Regions from separate parts of the Mus musculus genome. Here all the other regions are linked to region 6. A link is a contact called in public ChIA-PET, Hi-C, HiChIP or PLAC-seq and promoter capture Hi-C data. All regions are on one chromosome and are shown on one strand. The core of a region is the stretch at or near the end of the contact, and the rest is flanking DNA. Distances in the headings are between cores, read along the strand shown.

Region 1 (3,218 bases), core at 225-2,724, 890 kb after region 6:
CGTACTGCCGGTTAAAGCTGCGCTCTCCCAGTCGGAAGGGCTGTGAGGAGTTGGTGTAAGTTGCCACAGGTACCCGGGCAAAGGTGGCATTGCTGGCAGAGGGCGGGGCGAGCAGAGTGTGGGCCCTCTGTGCTGCCTGCTCGGAGAACATGGCGGCACTCCTGGCTTGTTTGGTCCAAGCAGCTGTGTCCAGGCCGAGGAGTTATCACTGCAGAGACACACAAAGGCATTCCTGCAATCCCTTCTTGTACCCAAAGCTCCCCTAGTGTCCCAACCACGCTGTCCACAATGTGCACACATGTGTCCGGAGGTGTCATCCTATAACCTAGTCAGATACAACCTGGAGCTCGTTCCAAACCTTGTTCATCACCTCCTCCTCTCCACATTTCTACCCAATCACCAGGGTCTCAAATTCTGCATACCCTCAAATGGAATTATTGATCTGCTTCTGCCCAGCTCCCTGGGACCTCTGCTACCTCTAGGGATGCTATCAGGCATCACTGAAGAAGCCTGTCATAATATAATTAGTGATAAAAAATAAAGCATAAAGCTGCCCCTGTTTTGCTCAAAACCCCCCAAAGGTTGCTTTTCAGTAAATAAAACCCCAAGTTCTTACCACGACCTGTAAGATCAGCTCTGGGCCTCTAAGAACAGCTCCCCCCTCCTATCTGTTTCTCCTTCCAAGTGTCCCTTCCACAGCAGGGGCTCCAAGTAGAGGCCTCTCTACTCCTGCTGGGTCCTCTCCTTTTCCCCAAGGCTTACTGGCTCTTCCCTTTCAAGTCTTTCCTTAAAACTCACCTTCCCATATCTAATTGACTGCATTGCTACTTCAACTGTCTGCATCATTATCATCTCTCAAGCATTTACTTTGCCTCCTCCAACTGTTGCCTAAGCTCCGGCAGCGCAGAGGTTTGTTTTCTTGTATTGCACCCCTTCCCACTAAGATGTGCTTGGGGATGGATGCACAGCGGACTTTAGTATAAAGTATCTCAACATATTCTTCATGCGTAGTTGAGACGACAACAGGCTGGATGTAGTAACGGAAGTTTTGAACACAGCTTTCTTTTTCATTTTACTTTTTTTTTTTTTTTTTTGGTACAGCTATTACAAAGTTCAAATTCCCCTAGCTGGTTCGGCTTTCTTTAATGCGCAGCTCTGGCTTAGGGAGCGGACCCTATGAATTTGCCAAATGGGCACATGTAAACTGGATGTAAGCCAAAAACGCACGGTGGTGGCAGCGGCCCACACGGTGCTCCAGGCCGGACCCGACGGGAGACCTGCCCCGAAGCAGACACGCCCAGCTCGGGCCCATGTTACAGTTCGAAGCACCCTCAAGACCCCGGCCCGCTGTCCAGGTACCGCCAAGTCTGACCCAGGACCCACGTTAACCCCGCTCAGCAGCACACTCACCGCGCCACGCCGCATCCCGCCAATCTCTGCGCGCCCGTCCCGCCCATCGGCGCATCCAGCCAATCGCCTCCCGCCCCATCCCGCCCATCGCTGCACGCTTCATCCAGCCAATCCCCGTGCGCCCCGCCTCTGGACCGAGGAAACGCGGAGTCACGCCTCCGGTTCCCGGGACAACCCATCACTTAGCACTGGGTTTCCTGTGCGCATGCGGTGTTTGCGGCTGGGCCTCATCGGGTGAACTCCTTGGGTAGCGTGGGCCGTAGTGAGGCTGGGCGCCTGGCTCATGCTGCTCTCCCCGAGCGCTGGGGGTCTGGTGGCTCCTGTGTGGCTGAAGCTTCCCTCCCACTCTATCCTGCGCTGTGATTCTCACCCTGACTTCTCAGATTCCCTTGGAAGCATGAACAATTTCTCCCATCTCACAGGCAGGGAAACAGGCAAAATGACCCAGCTAGTGAGAAAAGCTAGAATTCACACTAAGACACCCTGACTGCAAGTGCATCAGACTTCAGTGGTAACATTGCTCCTTTTTAAAATTGCCTAATTACTCAGTCTGAAACTTATTACTTAAGGTAGGTTTCTTCTGGCTTACTAAGTTTTTTTGTTTTATTTTGAATTTATTTTGTTTTGTTTTGTGTGTGGGTGTGTTTTGCCTGCACGCATGTGAGGTCAGTCTCCTCGGAGGCGAGAAGAGAGCGTCCGTGTCACCTGGAACTGGAATTACAAATGGTTGTGAGCCATTCTGAAAGAGCTCTCAACCGAGCTTTCTCCAGCCCCTTGTTTCTGTTTTTGTTTGTTTTTGCTTTTTGAGACAAGGTTTCCCTCGTTCCTGTTTTAATAATGAATTAAATCATTTTTTTCCCCCCGAGACAGGGTTTCTCTGTATAGCCCTGGCTGTCCTGGAACTCACTTTGTAGACCAGACTGGCCTCGGACTCAGAAATCCACCTGCCTCTGCCTCTGCCTCCCAAGTGCTGGGATTAAAGGCGTGCACCCCCACCCCCGGCTAAATCATTTGTTTTTAATGTTTCAGTTTGTTGAGTATTTTTTCCTTTGTAAGCTGGGCTGAGTGCGGATTTTTGCCTACTGTCTCAAGTAGCCTGTTGCATATTTGATTATGTTGCAACGTTCTTGTGTTCCAGGAACAAACCCCATTTGATGGATTTGAAACCACTTTGTAGAATTAAAATCCAAAGTTACAATGACACAGAGCTCGTTGTTGTGCAGCCCCTTGACTGGAGCTCTCCATTTACTCTTTGGTTGCTGTTCCCTTTGGTCTGCAGGACTCTCCTTAGGATTCCTTACAGTAAATGTCTAAGGAAATGGACTCATCAAATTTTATCCCAGAATATCTTTATTTCTACTTTTTCCTTGAGACGGGTCTAATATATTCCATGGTGTAGCAACAGGGCCTTAAACTCCTGATCTTTCTGTCTACACCTCTGGAGTGCTGGGGTTACAGGCACGTGCCACTACCCTGAGTTTTATGCAGTGCTGGAGAGTGAGCCCCGGGGCTTCATGCAGGCTAAGCAAACACTCTGCCTTCTGAACTACATCCCTGCCTGGCCCTACGTCCACTTTGTGTTTTGAGCCAGGTATCTTGCTATGTGTTCCAGCTAATCTCCGAGGGCTGATGTCTGCCTCCAGAGTGCTAGGATTACAGGTGTTCTAGTCAGGTTTCTATTGCTGTGATAAACATGGCTAATGGCGACTTGGGGAACAAGGTTTATTTCACCTTACAGGAACATCAAGGAAGGACAGGTGTGCTGGTCACCTTGATGATGCTCACACACCTGGAAAGATCTGTTCGCT
Region 2 (3,422 bases), core at 837-3,336, 880 kb after region 6:
AACCCCTCAGGGACCCCCTTGGACCCTTTGAGTGCTCCTGATCATGGAAGCCACCAGCCTCCCGATTCCTCAGCTGTGGCCTTGGCAGTGCCCTCTGGACATTTGACTTAAACGCTATGCTCTTCAGCAGAGTGGAGAGCTCTCCTCACAGGCTCTGGCTTCTGGTTGTCCTCTTGCCCCAGCGCTGTGGGCCCAGGTTAGAAAGACTTCCTGAGGACGGGCTCCCTCGGGAGGATCCCCAGCGTAGCACTGTGCTCCCACGCACCTTTCCGGATTTTCTGTGTGGAGGCCTCAACCCCTCAGGCCTCCTGGGCCCAGCTCCTCTGCTCGAATTCCTGTCCGTGACTCATTGAGGCTCAGGAAAAGGCTTTCTAGACCTTAGGTTTCTTTGTTTTCCATTTTTGAAATGGCTTCTGTTTTCCCTGGCAGAGAATATCCAACCCAAATTCAGTCCAAGTATGACCCATGCCTAGGGAAGTGACATCCATGTCCCCTCATGCACCCTGTGGCATACCCAGCATGACACACTGGACCAGACTGGGGGCACGGAAGCCAATTCCCAGAACTGACTTTGAGCACAATGATTCAGAGGGTGACCATGAGTGAGACTTGCTTTACTCTTGCTCTGCGACCAGGTTGAAGTCTCTCATGGGGAGGCCTAGCTGTGAGAGGATTGTCCCGGGATGGGGGAGGGGGAGCAAAGTGGATGAGGACCAACAGCCTGTGGGATGCAAGGGCTGATCGTGTGTGCTAGGCACAGCACAAAGTGGTCCATTTAGCCGGGCAGTGGTGGTGCACACCTTTAATCCCAGCACTTGGGAGGCAGCAGCAGGTGGGTTTCTGAGTTCGAGGCCAGCCTGGTCTACAGAGCAAGTTCCAGGACAGCCAGAGCTACACAGAGAAACTCTGTCTCAAAAAAATCGAATAAACCAGAAAGGTGGTCCATTTAATATGCGTATAGTAAGTTGTGGACACGGAGTTCCCCTGCTGAGTCAGACAGCTAGGAGGGCTAAGATGGGTTAGACCCTCCCCCCCACACACACACACACACTCACACACACATCAGTTCTTGGCATAGTCTCCATGCTTCCTCAAGGAGAGCCAGAAAGGAGACTGCCGGGAGGGGCTTGCCTACTCCCTGAGAGCAGTGGGTTACAGAGCCCAGTACCCGAAAATTTCCCCTTTTTCTCCCTGCTCATGCTGGACAGAGAGGGTGAGGGTGAGGGTGAAAGACTGAGGAGGTGGCATCGTGTTGGTGTTTCTTGACCTGCTTTTTCTTTTTTCTCTTCCAGCTGAGATGTAAACTTTCCCATGTCAATCATCTGGGGGTCGCTATTCTTTTTTATCAGAGTGCCTCCCCACCTTGGTTGAAAGCTGCCTGCCACTGCCCTGGACCTATGGCTGCTACAAGCCCACGTTCACATCTTTAATCCTTCATGGGTAAATGCTCTGGCATTCCTGGGCTTAGCTATGATGGCCATTATGAGCCAGCCAACGTTTGTATTCTAGAAGCCATAGCTGAAGCTGTTGTAAACAATTTGTTGTTTTAACCGCTTCTGGTCAGAGGAAGGAGAGAAATAGCTATTACTCCACATTGGGACCTGAGCCCTGAGCTCTGAAGTGGGGCTCCTATCTCCATAAGGACAGCAGCTTGCTGAGAACAGCTTTTCACAGCCTTCCTCGCAAAAATTGGCTCCAAAGACCTGGGATGTTGGTGATAACTGGACAAAGGTGACACCTGTGCAAGCACACAGCAGGTGACACTTTGAAGAGCTAACCTCCAGAAAGTGGAAAGGAGGTGATCGCCAGTACCCTCGAGGGCCCTACTCCCTCCCTCCCCTAGCAATCTCCCTGGGCTCAGAGCAAAGGGCACAGCGGGTTAGAGCACAGGTCTCCTTAGACTCCGCACACTCCCTTCCCCATAACTGTTGCATTCTTTTCTCCCAGGCCTTCCTCCCCGCTAGGCGCCCTGCACCCAGACCCTCTAAACTGGGCGCTGACGCTGCTATTAGTCTGGGCTCCGTGCTGCTCCGCCTCCCTCCCCCGCAGCCCCCGGTCCAAGGCCGGCTCCTCCTCCTCCCCCTCCGGAAACCCGAAGCCCCCGCCCCGGCCAGGCCGTCGCAAGCGCTCTGGAGGGCGGTCCGCGTGAGAGCCAGCCACGCGGGGCAGGAGCGCCCAGTTGCTGCCGGAGCTGGGCCCGCCAGAACCTCTCCTGGAGCCCCTTGCTCTCCTTGAATCTCCCTTTCCCACCGCTTTCTGGATACCCTTGACGCCCACGTTCCTCGCGCCCTTTCCCGCCCCTACGCGGGGCGCTGCCCCTGCCACCCAAGTCCCTGCTCAAGCCCGCCCGGCTCCCGCGCGTGCCCAGAGCCATGGCTCCAGTGCGCACCGCATCCCTGCTCTGCGGCCTCCTGGCACTGCTGACGCTGTGCCCTGAGGGGAACCCACAGACGGTGCTGACGGACGACGAGATCGAGGAGTTCCTCGAAGGCTTCCTTTCGGAGTTGGAGACCCAGTCCCCGCCCCGGGAAGACGACGTGGAAGTCCAGCCGCTTCCCGAACCCACCCAGCGTCCCCGCAAATCCAAGGCAGGGGGCAAGCAGCGGGCAGATGTAGAAGGTGAGAACCTGGTGACATGGGTGGCCATGGCATCAAGTGAGCATACAGGGGCTCTGGAGGGTCTAGCCACTTCCCATGCTGCCCCGTGAGGAATGTCTCTCCAAGGCAACGCAAGGCAACACACTGCCAGGCAGCAGTTCTGTCCTGGAGTTTGGAAACCTGGAGGTGTGTGTTCAGCATAGGGTGGCGCTGGGCTTTTGAGGTCGCCCAAGTTGTTCATCCCAGGTCTCAAGAGAGTGTAGGTTTGGACGAGTGGGAAATTGTGATTCGCCTCTCCGAACTGGCCCTAGTCTCTTAGTGGCAAGCTTCAAGCCTAGGCATCTGCTTGCCTCCTCTTCTCCCACAGGAACACAGACAGGGGAGCGGGGTGAGGAAGACTTCCAGGTGAAAGTGGGCAGTCTGAGATGGTCAGAACTAAGCGAGGTGATAGCATCCCGGAGGCATGCAACCCCGAGCCTCTTATGCAATCGTTGTCAGTAAATCTTAGCTGTTTTTCATGGCCCTCTGGAGAGTGGCAACGGATCTTGTGATCTCTCTCCCAGGAGACTGTAAGGCACCATTCATCATTCCTGAGGTCAGCCACTCCCCCTCCGGCCCCCACTGCTGTAGATCTGTCCTGCTCTCCCTACCCTCACCTCCCTGCACACTTTGCCTCCAGCAACCAAGACGTTCTGGACATTGCCAAGTGACCCTGCTCCTGCTGCATGTTTTGCTGTATTCCCTGTGTTTCAGCCAGCTGCCTGTGTGTTTCCCATTCGCCATTAAATTCTCCGCACCCAGCAATTGCAGCTCCTAGGGTGCTA
Region 3 (3,332 bases), core at 714-3,213, 750 kb before region 6:
TTGACCTTAGTCCCAGTGGCCTGTCCAGCACAACCCTCTGGCCCCCAGCTAAGACATGCCTTCAGACACCAGGTAAATAAATGCACGCTCTTCCTTTCTTCCTCTCCTTTTCTGTAGTAGGAGGAAACCCTCAGGGTGTTAAGCTCTGAGGCTAGGCGCTGGCCTAGGTTGACGTGGCAGCCCCTTTGACTTTATTTAATTGAATTTATTCCCTTTGACTTTATTTAATTGAATTTATTTATTTATTTATTTGAGACTGTATGCCCAGCTCCTGATTTTGCTTTGAGATCAGTCCCCTTGTCTATCCCAGGCTGGCCTCTGATGCACAGTCCTGTCTCAGCCTCTAGAGAAATAGAGATTACAAATGTGTACCACGCCATCCGGCTCTGGACACCTCCCCCAACTGTGCAGGTGTCCTCCAACAGGGCAAGTCACCCCTTGGCACCTTTATTCTAAACAGAGGAGGTAGTGTATGGTCCATGGGAGAGAGGAAGGAACAACTGAGGTGAAGGAGGGTCTCTTGCCAACATATGGGTTCCGAGAAGCACGACATAACACTCTCCGGCTAGATCTGGGGCTGCTTGGAGCTTCCCTCTGTCTCCTTATCACAGTGAGAGCTTGAGTGTAGGGGTATAGGGACTGTCCCAGGATGACATCACGGATATGAAATGCAGAAGGATCCCTGACCAGGGCCCTAGGGAACAGCACCCTGGAGTGGGCAGAGGTAAGAAATTCAGTAGGAGGAAATGAAGACTTCAGAAGGATCTAGTCTAGACTGTACTGGGGAGTTGCTAACAAGGGGGACACTCTGCTAGGTGCAGAGAATATGTGGATGGGGGCACAGTCGCCTCCTGGATAGGGAGTGGGGGGGTTGTTGAATGAATATATGAGGGCCAACAGCAGGTACAGCCTAAGGATGCTCATTCTAGCTTGGCAGATGTGCTGTGGCTTCCAAGCATGGCCTGTGGATCTGGCTCAGCCTGGGCCTCAGTCCCTCAGTGCGGAGAAGCAGAAGACCCACCCATGATGGATCGCTATCTTTCAGAGAAAGTGAAACCTTGTGTCCAACTGTCGCAGCTCCCCCACCCCTCCCTCCAGCTTCCCCTCTGAGCTCACAGCTTCCCGGTCTCCCCCGCCCCCTCCATCCCATCCCCTGAAAACCAGTACTTGGAATTCAAGCCTAGTCTTTTCTTTTTTCTTCAAAGGCTTTTTTGCCTTTTATGTCCATGTTGGCAGTGACCTTGAGGGGTGAACCAAGGAGTGCTTTTCTCTCTCGCTTTCTCAGGTGGGGCTCAAAGTAGCTGAGTGACTTGCCTCAGACAACACAGCGACACAGCGTGTCACAAGCTTTGAACCCGTTCTCTAATTTCTCTTGCTCCAAGGGTCCTAAAGGACCCTGTCTACAGAGAGAGGATCTGGGATTGGGAAGGCTGGGCGAGGACAGTTAATAGAGACAATGGAAATGAGTTGGGCTAGAAGATGCTGACCTGGGATTAGAGGCACAATCTTTGGGGCCCAAGTCTGGCTCTGTGCCCAGAGCCTGGTGGTTTCCGCTCACAGATGTCCCGACAGCCCAAGCGAGAGGGTGGGAAGGGCACTCAACAAGGAAGATGTCTGGCTCCCTTTAGCCCTAAACCTTCGTGTCCTAGGAGGTTGGTAGTTTCTGGACCAGGGGTGGCCTCCCTTGCAAGTCGTGCTCTGACCCCTGGACTGATCCCTGAAGATGATACGGACCCCCGTGCTGCCCGCTCACCCCAAGAAGGCTGAGGCTGCGGTTTACATCATCCTTGGGCGTGGGGCTGACCTCGAAGAACGAATTCGAAGAAAACGGGAGGAGGAGCGGGCATGTCATGGCGCATGGCGCCCATTGGCCGCCTGGGGAGACTTTGGTTTTTGGGGTCATGTTCCCAGAAGGCCTGCCCTTCCCCCTCCCCCTCCCCACCCACCTCACGAGATGTTGGCCAATCGCCCCGTCGGGCATAAAGTGGCTGCCAGCCTGCAGGACACCCAGCCAAGCTGTGTCACCCCTGAGAGGCACGGGCCAGAGTACCAGGACCCAGTATGCAGACACGGCTTCTAAGAACACTGCTCAGTAAGTACTTCCTTCCTTTCTACCATCCCAGGGCGCAGCTGGGCCAACTGGCTGCTGTAGGCACCCTCTGCCCTTGGGAGCTGTAGATCAAGTGAAGGATGTGGACGAGAGGGAGAACTAGTAGGGCAGGGATCCACTGAGACCCCAGCATAGCCACAGGTGGAAACGTAGTATTTCTGGAAGGTATTCCAGAGGGAGGCGTGAGAGAGACCATGCCGGGGACCAGGGCATGAGGGAAGAGGAGAAAGAGTGAGAAGAGTCTGGAGAAGCCCAAGGCAGGTAGGGGATGAGCAGAGAAGGAAGTTCCAGATCTGCGCGGAAATGGAGCAAGGGGCTCACTTCTTGCTCTGATTCAATTCTCGGGGTCTGGGGCAGATGCAAAGTCAGCCAAGCCAGAGGTCCTTAGATCATCCCGCCACTCATACAGCCACACCCACACGGGGACAGGCAAGCAGAGCCATCTATGTGGGAACAGGTCCTCCCTCTCAGTAAGGTAGGAAGTCTCACCTGCAGACCAGAACCCCCGGTGACCGGGGCAGGTACTGCAGTGCCTCACCTAGGTCTACGGGCACACCCCCACAGGCACTGGTCCATGTGCACCTGTTACAAGCTCGCTGTGGACCCTCACTGGCAGTGTAGCTGCAGACACGGGGGAAGATGGGGAGGGGACTTGTGGTTGGCACGCCTGGGCTACAGGCCCTCCCCAGGGGCGAGGGGGTGGGGTGGGGTGGGGCTGGTTGGTTTGTAGGAAGGGAAGGATGGTGTCGTAGCCTTCCGGGCCATTGCACCACAGGCCCCTTCCGACCACGTGGCTGCCGGTGCCTGTGAGGGTGGGGGCCTGCGAGCTGGAACTATGATCATCTGCCCTCACCCCTACAACCTTCTCCTGGGCTCCCAGCAGTCCTGGTGTGTGCGTGTGTTAGGGGTTCGTGTGTCGGTGGCAGGAAGGGCAGGGCGAGTGCTGAGCATGGGTGACCTGGACAGGCTTTCCTCTCGCATCTTGCTCACCTTTCAGCAGAATGGCCGTCAGCACTGGCTGGCCCAGTGAGTGGAGAGGTGCTTTTTCTGGCTCTGTGAAAAGAGCTTAGGTGACCTGCTGCCCTGGGGCTGCACCTCAGGACAGACCCCTGGTCAACTCTATTCTGCCTACAGGGAATGTTAAGGTCTATAAAGTAGTCAGGAACTTAACCTGTCAGTCTTAGGACAGAGCTAACCCTTGTATGAGGCCAGATATCTTATA
Region 4 (3,671 bases), core at 29-2,528, 850 kb after region 6:
TTGCCCTATTTATTCAAACCCCAGTAGGCAGACTCTTGTTGTATGTACTTGGAAAGCATCGTATTTATATTTCCTTTACACTGGGAAAATCCAATGCAGGCCACCTTGTCAGGCTGTGGTAAGAATGTAGAGCCACACGAAATCCAAATTGTTATCTCTACTCTTTTAAGTGTAGTCTTGAGCCGGGCGTGGTGGCGCACGTCTTTAATCCCAGCACTTGGAAGGCAGAGGCAGGCAAATTTCTGAGTTCGAGGCCAGCCTGGTCTACAGAGTGAGTTCCAGGACAGCCAGGGCTACACAGAGAAACCCTGTCTCGAAAAAAAACAAAACAAACAAACAAAAAGAATGTTTCATTTGTGGAGGGAGGAGTTAGTTGCAAACAAACTAGCCAGCTACACGGGCACAGGCTCCTTTAGTCTCCTCAATCTCAGTTACTCCACTGCCCTGGGCATTTTCTCTACTGGAGCTAGTTGGTGACGTCTGCAAACTCAGGACATCTTTGACCGCTGGCTCATTGGAGGGAATGCAGCTAGCAAATATTTCTCACTAACCATTCTTTCTTTTATAGCTCTTTAAGAAGCCTCTGACTCGATGGCATCCTTTCAAAAAGAGGAACTCCGGGTTGGAGACCGTACCGCAACCGCGAAGTACCGAGGCTGGCTTGGAACCCAAAGCCGCAGGTGCTGCTTGCTGTCACAGCTGCGCGCCAGCTCCCGCCCTGGGCCACAGTAAGTCCCTACCCTGGGGTGACGGGCACAATTACACCAGCTCCCGGAGGGGGATGGCATCCCACCACCATCGGGGCCTCCCGGGAGCCGCACACCTGTAAGCATCTAGGACGCGGAAGCCTTTGGACCGCGCCAGGCGGGTGAGGAAGGCCCGGCGGCTGCGGCCCATTCGCGGCTCCGCAAGGTAGATGGCCACATCCGGGAAGCGCACCACCGAGGGCGGCGTGGAAGAGGCTACCGCGCTGTGTGGGGACCCAGCTCGCACTCGCCGTCGCTTCGGAAGCATCTGGGCACCAACTCTGGAAGCACAGGAAGCCGCAGAACGAAGGAAGGCAGGGTCATGAAAGAAGGCGGAAGGAGGAGAGAGGAAGTGGTGTCTGCTCTATGCAAACGAGACGCCCTCTAGGATGCTTTTGGCTTCCCATCGGAAGCCCCAGTTCTATGCAAATAACGCCCGAGGATTCTTATTTGAACTACTCTCATAGAAAGCCCCAGTGGTTTCCCAGACCTTAGAGTAGCCTGGGCCCGTAGGCGGGGCTTCGCCTCGTACTGGGCGGGCACTTTTCTCCTCTCGGGGGCGGAGTCTCGGCCTCTCTTCCTCGCCCCCGAGGGCGGGGTCTCAGGTTATCCTGGCCATATGAGAAGTCCTGGATAACCCTCCACTGCCTCTGCTGGTGACAGAGCGCCCACGCCACTTCCCCTGGGTATGCAGAGGGGAACGGAGTTTGAGTAGTATACATGTGAGCTGGTGGAGGGTGAAAACGTTTTCCAATGTAACGAACAGCATTGGGACAGCTGGCGTTCCATTTGGAAAGTTAAGTCTGCAACCCTATAGGTTGGAACAATAATATGAACTAACCAGTACTCCCAGATCTCATGTCTCTAGCTGCATATGTAGCGGAAGATGGCTTAGTCGGCCATCATTGGGAAGAGAGGCCCCTTGGTCTTGCAAACTTTATATGCCTCAGTACAGGGGAACACCAGGGCCAAGAAGTGGGAGTGAGTGGGTAGGGGAACAGGGCGGGGGAGGGTATAGGGGACTTTCGGGATAGCATTTGAAATGTAAAGTAAGAAAACACCTAATAAAAAATTGGGGAAAAAAAAAAAAAGACTAGATCCCAGTGGAAGTGAACAGAAATGGTTTCTATGTGCCCTTTTTCCCCGATTGAAGAAAAATAATTCCAGTGGCTCTTCATCTGGAACAGCATTATTTATGGATTTTATAGATTAAACTTATTAAAATTCCTTTATAGTTACATTAGGAAGGATTTTGAGTCCTGATTGATACCCTTTGTTCAGTTATTTCACTGGATCTTTTGTCAGAAATGTTCCTATGCCCCATTATGCCATAGTCAAAAAAAAAAAAAAAAAATTGGCCCCCTTACAAACTGCTTAACATTAAGCAGATCTCAGACGGATCAGCAATCATTTAAATCCGAAAAAGAAACCAAAGCTATATTAGTGACACTCGATTTTTTTTAATTTTTAAAAATATTTATTAGATGTATTTATTTTTATTTTCTGTGTCTTCGTGTTTTACTTGCATGTGTAGCTGTACCCCACGTACATGTTTGGTGCCGTCGAGTGAGAATGTTTCAGATCCTTGGAACTTGAGTTAAGAACATTTGTGAGCCGCTGCCCCTGTGAATGCTGGGAATCTAACTCAGGTCCTCAGCAGGAACAAGTGCTCTTAACCAATAAGTCATCTCTCTAGCCCCTTAAAAAAATTTTTTTTTAATTATGTGCTTAATTGTTTTGCCTGAATGCATGCATGTACACCACGTGTATGCCTGGTGCGGGCAGAGATCTTGAACTGCAGTTAAAGATGGCTGGGAACTGAACCTGGGCTCTCTGCAAGAGCAGCAAGTGCTCTTAACTCCCAAGCTATCTCTCCAGCCCCATTGGAAGATTTTTGTGATCTAAGGAGCACAACCAACTGGAGGAAAAGAATGGCAAGTGGAACCACATGTAACTTTAAATCCTGGCCTGGCAGGGTGGCATAGCTGCACTGTCAGCACTCCAACCTGAGAAAGGAGGGACTCCATTTGAAAGTAGTTTGAGCTGGCTGTGGGTTGTGAGTACTGAGTGTCCTATATGTGTCTGTGTGCCTAAGAGAGTCCCAGAGCAGGCTAAAGGGCAGGTCTGTAATCCTCCTGTGCAAGGTGGAGAAAGGAAGGGATCTCTCCTGGAGCGCTGAGAGACCTGTTTGTGACTATCCTGGCACTGGAGGTAGCTTTTGCAGCAGAGCTAGCAGCAGGATGCATAGTTACCTGGTAGGTCCAGGACCTAGTATTGCTAAGATGTGCTTGAATGGAGTTGCCCTTCCTGGAGAGTGGTCTTCGGGTGGTAACAAAGACTCCACAGAACAAAGACTTCAGATTCCCATATGGAAATTGTCTGGGTTTCAGTCCTACAGTGGTAGTCATGTGGTGGGGAAGTGAGTCTGAGAAGGGGCAGCCCAGATGTGTGCTGCTCTCTGTCTCCAATACGAGGTGCCCTTAAGAAAAAAGGGAGGTGTGGCCTAATCTCCTGATAGAAACAATGTTGTGTATGCCTTCATACATACCAAGGAACAGGCCCAAAAAGTTCCTTAATTAAGAACAGGTGGCCTCAGGAGACAGGCCCAGCAGGGGACAGAGACCTGACATGGTGTGGGTAGTCTCCGGCTTTCCCCTTCCAGAACCCCCAGGCTGCTCTCGTGCCTCTTGGGAAATAGTGAAGTCAGACTGATTTGGGTGGTCTGTTTCAGTAGAGTTAGCTCAGGGGTTCCCATCTAAGTTTCAAGCCTTCCCCTCTCAGAGACCCCCACTTAGTCAGAGAGCCTGCTACCCCCTTTAAATGCCCTGAGGCTTGCTGTCCTCTCTTCAACTCTCCAGCCTGTGTTGGGGAAGAGTGGCCAACTCAGTGGGAAACCTTCCCAGAGCTAGACAACCCTGAGCACGC
Region 5 (3,448 bases), core at 471-2,970, 780 kb after region 6:
GAAGGTGCAGGATGGGTAGATCTCTGTGAGCTGAATGAAGGCCAGCCTGGTCTACAGAGTGAGCTCCGGGATAGCCAGGGCTCTACAGAGACCCTGTTTTGAAAGATCTGCCTGCTTCTGCCTCTAGAGTGATGGGATTAAAGGCATGAGCCACCACCACAATAGCATAACTAAAGGTAAGGAAGTAAAACTTAAAGACAGCAGACCCTAAGGGATCACAGAGAGCCCTGAATGTATTCCCACAGGCCACAGATCTTCCTTGTGGAGTTTTGGAAGAGGGTGGAGCTTGGTAAGGCTTATAGTTTAGAGGACAGTTCATGACATGTGTTTAGGATAAACTAGGAGAATAGGTGAATGGCATATAGGAATCTGGCTGGGAAACCATTTAAGTGTTCGATTCATTGTTTTTGTTTTGGGCAGGGTTTGTATGCGTATGTGCAGGAACATGACAGAGGCCAGAGTAGAATGCCAGATATATGACAGAGTAAATGCTACTCTTTGTGCCTTACTGCTTTTGGTGCAAGGTCTCTCACTGAACTGGAATCTCACTATCTATGCTAAGGTAGCTCCAGGGATCCTGTCATGCCGGCTACCCAGTGCTGGGGTTAGAGACATGAGTAGCCAACCTCACCTTTTCTGTGGGTACTAATGATCTCAGGGCCCCATGCTTGCACCACAAGCACTCCTATCTACTATCTCCTCAGCTCCTCTAGTTTTAGATTTTCCTTTGGGGATCTTTCTCTCTTTCTTTCTTTCTTTCTTTCTTTCTTTCTTTCTTTCTTTTTTTGGTTTTTCCAGACAGGGTTTCTCTGCATAGCTCTGGCTGTCCTGGAACTCACTTTGTAGACCAGGCTGGCCTTGAACTCAGGAATCCGCCTGTCTCTGACTCCTGAGTGCTGGGATTAAAGGTGTGCGCCACCACGCCCGGCTTTTTTTTTTTTTTTAAGACATGGTCTTACTCTGCAATCCAGGCTGGCCTCAAACTCACTATGTAGCCCAGTCTGGTGTTGGAACACCTTTGGTCCAGAGCAACTGCACTAGCATACCCTATTAGGTTTATCTGTCTGGAAACAATATATATGATTATTTATATAGAGAGTCCAGATTCTTTACTGTATGAGGCACGCTGATATTATGTATTTTGCCATATTCTATTTCATTTCCAAGATGTTGGCTACAATCTATTACACAGATTTTGTGACATACCACTAAGTTCTTTACACTTGGTCTTAAACAGTTCGATGTCTTGGGGAAAGGGAAGCAGAGTTTAGCTTGGGATGTGCACTTTCAGGCTGAGTCTCAATAGCGGCAGTGCATTGAAGCCAACTAAGTACTACTGAAAATGCAGCTCTCCAGACATGTAGATGCATCTGTGCTCAGCACCTACGCGTATTCAGAAATATCTGTAACACTTCTGCCCAGAAAGCATATAAAAGTGAATGTATACTTACAGCGCTGACAACCACTAAGCTCAGGAGTTAAGTGACAGCCTGGGGAGGAGCCCAGGGAGGGGCAGAGAGCATAGCGTGTGGCACCTGCGGTTTCAGGCATGTCCTGGTGCCCAGGCCCCTCGCCTAGCAGAAACCAGAGCCACAGGGCCGTGACCGTGGCCGAGTAACTGACCGTGCGCGACTCCGTGGTCAGACCCAGGACTGCTGCGCGCACTAGCTACCCACAGCGCACCGCGGCGCGCACGCGTAGAGCGCCGTTCCCGGCGTGCAGCGTTGCGGCCCAGGCGGCCGTCTTAGTCTGCCCCGCAGGGCCGGTGGGGCACGAGCAGCGGGAACATGGCTCTAAAACGGATCCAGAAGGTAAGAGTGGCGGAAACGGGGTCCTCCCGCCCGTCCACTCTGCGGGCTGTCGCAGCGAATAGAACCCCGCGGCTGAGGTGCGGCAGGGCGCACTGACACTTGCCCCGCGCGAGTTCCGCCGCGGTCGGCGCAGACTTAGGAGGTGGCTGAGTGCCTCTGGCGGGCGACTCGCGGGGGCGGAGTCATGCGACCGGGTCACGTGCGCGCGCAGCTTTGGGCGGAGTTTAGGGAAGCAGAGGGGTGTCTCCCAGGGTGCCTAGCACGAGAGGCTGAGCTGCGGGAGAATTTCATCCCGTAGGTTTGTATTAGCCCATTAACCTAGAGCCTGGTAATTGCATCTCAGAAAAAGAAGCCACCAATCCACCCTTTACCATTTGTTAACGTTTTAGCCTATCCACTTTTCGTCCTTTTCCTAAAGAAAATTATTTTATATTTCTAAGTTGTTTTTTGTTCCGTTTTGGTTTGGTTTGGTTTGGTTTTTTGAGACACGGCCTCCTGGCAGACCCAGAACTCGCTATGTAGACAAGGCCAGCCTCAAACTCACAGAGATCCTCCTGCCTCTGGTTGCCGAGGGGCGTGCACCACCATACCCTGCATTATACTGTAATTTATGATCCATGTTTTCACATAGTATTAATAGTTGGAATTTTTTTAAAGATTTATTTATTTATTTATTTATTTATTTATTTATTATATGTAAGTACACTGTAGCTGTCCTCAGACACTCCAGAAGAGGGAGTCAGATCTCGTTACGGATGGTTGTGAGCCACCATGTGGTTGCTGGGATTTGAACTCCTGACCTTCGGAAGAGCAGTCGGGTGCTCTTACCCATTGAGCCATCTCACCAACCCTAGTTGGGATTTTCTATACTGCAAAATGGTATTTATAACCTCTTTTTTAAAGGATTTGGGGCCGGGCGTGGTGTTGCATACCTTTTATCCCAGCACTTGGGAGGCAGAGGCAGACGGAGTTCGAGGACAGCCTGATCTACAGAGGACAGCCAAGGCTATACAGAGAAACCCTGTCTCGAAAAACCAAAAAAAAAAAAAAGATTTGCTCACTTATATGTGGGTGTAAGGTGCCCTGTGTAGGTGCCAAGAATCATACTCAGGAGCTCTGGAAGAGCAGTTCATGCCCTTAACCACTGAGCCATCTCTCCAGCCCTATGACCCTAACTTTTAGCATTAGCATGATTCTTTCCACCAAGTGGATCCAGGTTATGTGTCTCAATTAGATTTCTGTCGCTGTGATAAACACCATAACCAGAAGCAGCTTGGGAGGAGAGGGAAGCCAAAGCAGAGACCTGGAGGCAGAAACTGAAGAAGAGGCCATGGAGCAGGGCTGCTTGCTGGTGTGTGCCAGTTTGCTTTATTCTATACCCCAGGACCATGTGCCAGTTAGGGCACCGTGCACAGTGGACTGGGCTCTTTCTTCTACATCAGTCAAGTAAATGTCTCAGACATTTGTCTACAGGACAGTCTGATGGAGGGATTTGCTGGGTTGAGGTTACCTCTTCCCAAATGACCCTCCAAGTCGATTGACCCCTTATCAACTTAATATACCAATAGATTGTTATTAAACCATAATCTTTTCTTTTTTTGTTTATCCCCAAGAGCTCATAATAATATCACAATACA
Region 6 (3,684 bases), core at 358-2,857:
CTTTGAGCACACAGAAATCTACTTGACTCTGCTTCCCAAGTACTGGAATTACTGGCATGCACCACCAAGCCTAACCTTTGCCCTGGATGTCCTGAAATTCTGTCTGTAAACCAGGCTGGTCTCAAACTTTGGAATCCATCTGGGATTAAAGGTGTATGCCATCACTACTTGGCAAGATTTATTTATTTTATTTTATGTTCATATGTGCATGTACCTGTGCTTGCATGGTCAGAAGAGGGTTTTAGATCCTCTTGGACTATAGTCACAGATGCCATGAGCTGCCATGTGGGTGCTGTGAGCTGCCATGTGGGTTCTGGGAATGAACCCCTGTTATCTGGAAGAGCAGCCAGTGTTTTTAACTGCTGAACCATCTCTTCACCCCAGCATCTGGAATTCTATTTTGTCTATTTTATCAATTTGCCATAACTATTTTATCAATTTGTCATAATTATATTATGACAAAACTTTAAAGAATGTAAAAACAGCTGGGTGTGGTTGTGCACACCTTTAAACCCAACACTGTGAGACAGAGGCAGGCAGACTTCTGCTTGGTTTTTCAGTTTCCAGGTCAGCCAAGGTGACAGCGATTCAGTTGTTAGAGTGCTTGCATAGGATGTAAAAGCTCTGAGTTAGATCCCAGCACTACATAGACCAGGCATGATAGTACATCACTGTGAGCTCAACAATGGGGCTGGCTTGGGTTACACAGCAAGAGCTTGTCTCAAATCAATAACACACAAATAATAAAATAAAAAGGCAGACATATTACATCTAGGAGGATAACCAAGTGTTAAAAAACGATTTTCTCAGGAGCCTACGTGTTTTGGTTTTGCCTTTTTTCCTTACTAATATATTTCTTTTTTTTTTAAAAAGAATTATTTATTTTGTGTGTATGAGTACAACACTGTCGCTGTCTTCAGACACACTAGAAGAAGGCATGGGATCCCATTACAGATGGTTGTAAGCCACAGTGTGGTTGCTGGGAACTGAACTCAGGTCCTCTGGAAGACCAGCCAGTGTTCTTAATCACTGAGCCATCTCTCCAGCCCCCACTAATATATTTCTTTTTTTCTGCAATGCAGATATTATTGGTTTAATAAAAATGCTAGAATAGAAGTTTTATAATGTTTTAAAGGGGATGAACACAAGTTATCTATTAGAAAGAGAAAATTAATAGGACCAAAGTCAGGAATGAAATGGCTGTATCAGTTGAGGTCTCACTGTGAAGTATCCCTTGGATAAGAAGTCTTGGACGTAGCTTATGTTTTCCTTTTAGAACAATGAATTTTCCAAGGGCAGCAGAAAAAGTCTCGTTTTAGCCTAGCAGACAGGCGCAGTCCAGCAGCTGATCAGATTTGTAGCTCCGACTTTCCCTTTTCCTAAGACAACGTTGGCCTCAGTCTTCCCATCTGTAACTCAGAAAGAGATGAACTTTAAAGTCTTCCAAGACCCTTTCGATTCCATGGTGTTTGAGAGGGAGCCTGGCCAGGGATTCTGAGCAAGGGTATCCCAGCCTGAACTTAGCCGCTTGGCCCGCCCAGGCCCTCAATTCTCATAAAAGCCGGCTCTGCTAAGGCCCCGCCCTTCCCACACAGGCCCCGCCCAACAGGTCCCCAGCCCCTCCCGCCAGGTTGCACCCTCGACCCCGCCCCCGGGGTGTGCGTCCACCGGAAGTTCCGCGCACGGGCCTCTTACTTCCGCTCGGCAGGTGACAGCCGTGGAGCTTGGAGCCGCCGGCTGCTGCGACGCACCGGAGGAGAGGGAGGCGGAGGCTGCGGACATTTTGCTGCTGAAGCGAGCCGAGCCGCGGCACCCGGAGCCGTTTGGATTTGTGGGTGAGGAAAAAGGCAGCCCGGCGAGATAGGAAAACAAACAAACCCGAAGGGGTCCGAGGAGTGGGGGGGGTCTGCGAGGTCAGAGGTCACGGAGAGGACGCTGCGCTGGAGGGTTGCGAGCCGCGAGAGGGCGAAGGTGAAAGGCCTGCGTGCTCATTCATTCCCGACGGCTTGGCGGCCCGGCGTCAAGCCGTCCGTCATTTCAGGTCCGCAGTCCGGTTCGGAGAGACTCCTGCACTTAGGCCTCCCCTGCGCCCTGCTTGTCCCTTCCCACTCCTCGGCCAACCTCAGGCCTCCTCGTTCAGGGCCTTATCTCTTAGCCGCCGCCCCCCCAAAACGGGGCAAACATCTAGAAATGGCCTTCTGCCACCCGCCCCTCGTCCTTTGGATCCTCAGGGACACGTTGACAGAATGGGAGCACTTGTCTTAGTTCTAACACCACAAGAATGTCTTGTCACTGGTTCTCCAGCCCTTCCTGACTTCGAACCTCTGTGCTAAGCACTTTGTGTACTGAGCTCACAGCTGCCTCTGTAAGGTAGCTACTGTTGCTTTCCCCCTCTCACTCGCGAGGACACCGAGGCACGGGAGGTTAAATGACACACGGAAGGTCATTCGAGTAGTAGAGGCAAAATCAGGCTTCCTATGTAGGTCTCCAGAGACCTTCAAAGCTCGGGGAGAAAGGCACCTGGAGCTGGCTTGGGGTCTAGAAGTGACTTGATATATTGTCGCCAATATATTGTGTGAGTTGGTGTCAGGATGCAGCCTTCTCACCTGTCGTCTGATCCGATGTTTAGGAGGAGCTGTTGATACACTTTCAACTTAGGAGGCTGTTCGGCCAGGTTGTTTTTGTCAGTGTTTTGGCTCTCAGGTCTTCCTGCCTATTGGGCTATTCTTGGAATTGATATCCAGACAACCCCTTCATCCCGTTTGCACTTTATTCGTTTTGCAGTAAAGAGGGGAACAACGGGGCCCCTTGGGGGATCTTTTGGTCCTAGGTTCTAGGGGAACAGGCCCACAGGATGGCCTTTGGCCTGTCATGGTGCCTGGGATGACTGGTCTGCGTGGGAGATGGGAAGGCGACTTGGTACCTGGGGTGTGAGCCTCTTTTCCTTTAGAGACATTTTGTTGCTCCTTCCTTATACCTTAGTTTCCCTGACAGCAACACAAGAGAGACTTACTATCTTCCTACTTCCTCTTGAGTGCAAGGAACTGAAATGAGCCTGTGAAAGTTTCCTTGCTCTTTTGGAAAAAAGTAGTAAGTAAAAATGTTACATTAATTGCCTTTTTTTTTTCCAGTCTCACTCTGTCCCAGTCTGGCCAGGATATCTCATGTGTCTTGAATTCATAGCAGCCCTTTTGCCTTAGACTCCCAAGTTCTAGGATTGATTACAGAGCTGAACCACCACACCCAGCTAGCTCCTCTGTCTGTCTGTCTGTCTGTCTGTCATGAGCTCTGTGATGTTTTTCTAGTCCCATTGGATTCACAGAAACTTAATAATGTCACCTTATCCCTATCCTTCCAAGGGATAATTGAAGATAAAGCAACTTGTAGGGGCATAAACAGAGGTCTGCGTCTTAGGAACTGTCAAGAGGGCTTTGCTAGTCCCCAAGAATCAGACCTTCCGTGTCTCTGTAGAGATCATCTGATGAGTGTGGGTTGACTGGAAGCTTCACACCGAGTAGTCTGAAGGGCTCAGAGGTCCAGAGGAATGAGCACTCACTCCCTGCCAGTCAGCTCCTGGCTCTAGCCCCAGGTCAGCAGCTTCCCAGTTGTGTGACCTGGATAACTCAACTTCAGCAGGGTTTCTATCCTAATAAAATATGTAGATACGGTGGTAGAGCACTTCCC

The links. Promoter capture Hi-C pulls out the DNA fragments that hold promoters and counts their contacts. A called contact is a pair of places that touch in the nucleus more often than the background predicts. ChIA-PET counts read pairs in DNA pulled down with a chosen protein or histone mark. HiChIP or PLAC-seq counts read pairs in DNA pulled down with a chosen protein or histone mark.
Region 1: a contact with region 6 is called in an RNA polymerase II ChIA-PET map of memory CD8 T cells, with 14 read pairs. The contact joins the promoter of Pold2 here to the promoter of Ap1b1 in region 6. A contact is called at or near these places in 5 of 39 promoter capture datasets (the C10 cell line, hematopoietic stem and progenitor cells, liver and 1 more), 2 of 115 datasets of contacts at active chromatin or transcription factors (memory CD8 T cells and pancreatic cancer cells) and 2 of 9 other capture datasets (adipose tissue and liver).
Region 2: a promoter capture Hi-C map of liver shows a contact between it and region 6, with 2.6 times the contacts expected there. The contact joins the promoter of Aebp1 here to the promoter of Ap1b1 in region 6.
Region 3: an H3K27ac HiChIP or PLAC-seq map of embryonic stem cells shows a contact between it and region 6, with 6 times the contacts expected there. The contact joins the promoter of Osm here to the promoter of Ap1b1 in region 6. A contact is called at or near these places in 3 of 39 promoter capture datasets (embryonic stem cells, hippocampal neurons and stem cell-derived epiblast-like cells), 2 of 15 datasets of contacts at CTCF or cohesin (the NIH/3T3 cell line and embryonic stem cells), 1 of 484 Hi-C or Micro-C datasets (bone marrow-derived macrophages), 6 of 115 datasets of contacts at active chromatin or transcription factors (T-cell acute lymphoblastic leukemia, bone marrow-derived macrophages, embryonic stem cells and 1 more) and 1 of 9 other capture datasets (embryonic stem cells).
Region 4: a Hi-C map of B cells shows a contact between it and region 6, with 7 read pairs. The contact joins the promoter of Polm here to the promoter of Ap1b1 in region 6. A contact is called at or near these places in 1 of 484 Hi-C or Micro-C datasets (B cells) and 2 of 115 datasets of contacts at active chromatin or transcription factors (astrocytes and extraembryonic endoderm stem cells).
Region 5: an RNA polymerase II ChIA-PET map of memory CD8 T cells shows a contact between it and region 6, with 6 read pairs. The contact joins the promoter of Ube2d-ps here to the promoter of Ap1b1 in region 6. A contact is called at or near these places in 1 of 39 promoter capture datasets (liver) and 2 of 115 datasets of contacts at active chromatin or transcription factors (large pre-B cells and memory CD8 T cells).

What each region holds. Positions count from the first base shown.
Region 1 is chr11:5,876,782-5,879,999 of GRCm38.p6, forward strand. It overlaps Pold2 (polymerase (DNA directed), delta 2, regulatory subunit), which reads right to left and starts at 1,475. Exons shown (of 11, transcript NM_008894.2): 1 at 1,411-1,475; 2 at 1-208. The coding sequence starts at 151.
Region 2 is chr11:5,859,780-5,863,201 of GRCm38.p6, forward strand. Aebp1 (AE binding protein 1) reads left to right here and starts at 2,087. Exons shown (of 21, transcript NM_009636.3): 1 at 2,087-2,619. The coding sequence starts at 2,373.
Region 3 is chr11:4,234,822-4,238,153 of GRCm38.p6, forward strand. It overlaps Osm (oncostatin M), which reads left to right and starts at 1,964. Exons shown (of 3, transcript NM_001013365.2): 1 at 1,964-2,092. The coding sequence starts at 2,062.
Region 4 is chr11:5,836,738-5,840,408 of GRCm38.p6, forward strand. It overlaps Polm (polymerase (DNA directed), mu), which reads right to left and starts at 1,279. Exons shown (of 11, transcript NM_017401.2): 1 at 824-1,279. The coding sequence starts at 1,014.
Region 5 is chr11:5,760,430-5,763,877 of GRCm38.p6, forward strand. Ube2d-ps (ubiquitin-conjugating enzyme E2D, pseudogene) reads left to right here and starts at 1,721. Exons shown (of 7, transcript NR_015577.1): 1 at 1,721-1,811. It also overlaps a transcript of Urgcp not described here.
Region 6 is chr11:4,985,217-4,988,900 of GRCm38.p6, forward strand. It overlaps Ap1b1 (adaptor protein complex AP-1, beta 1 subunit), which reads left to right and starts at 1,608. Exons shown (of 21, transcript NM_007454.3): 1 at 1,608-1,835.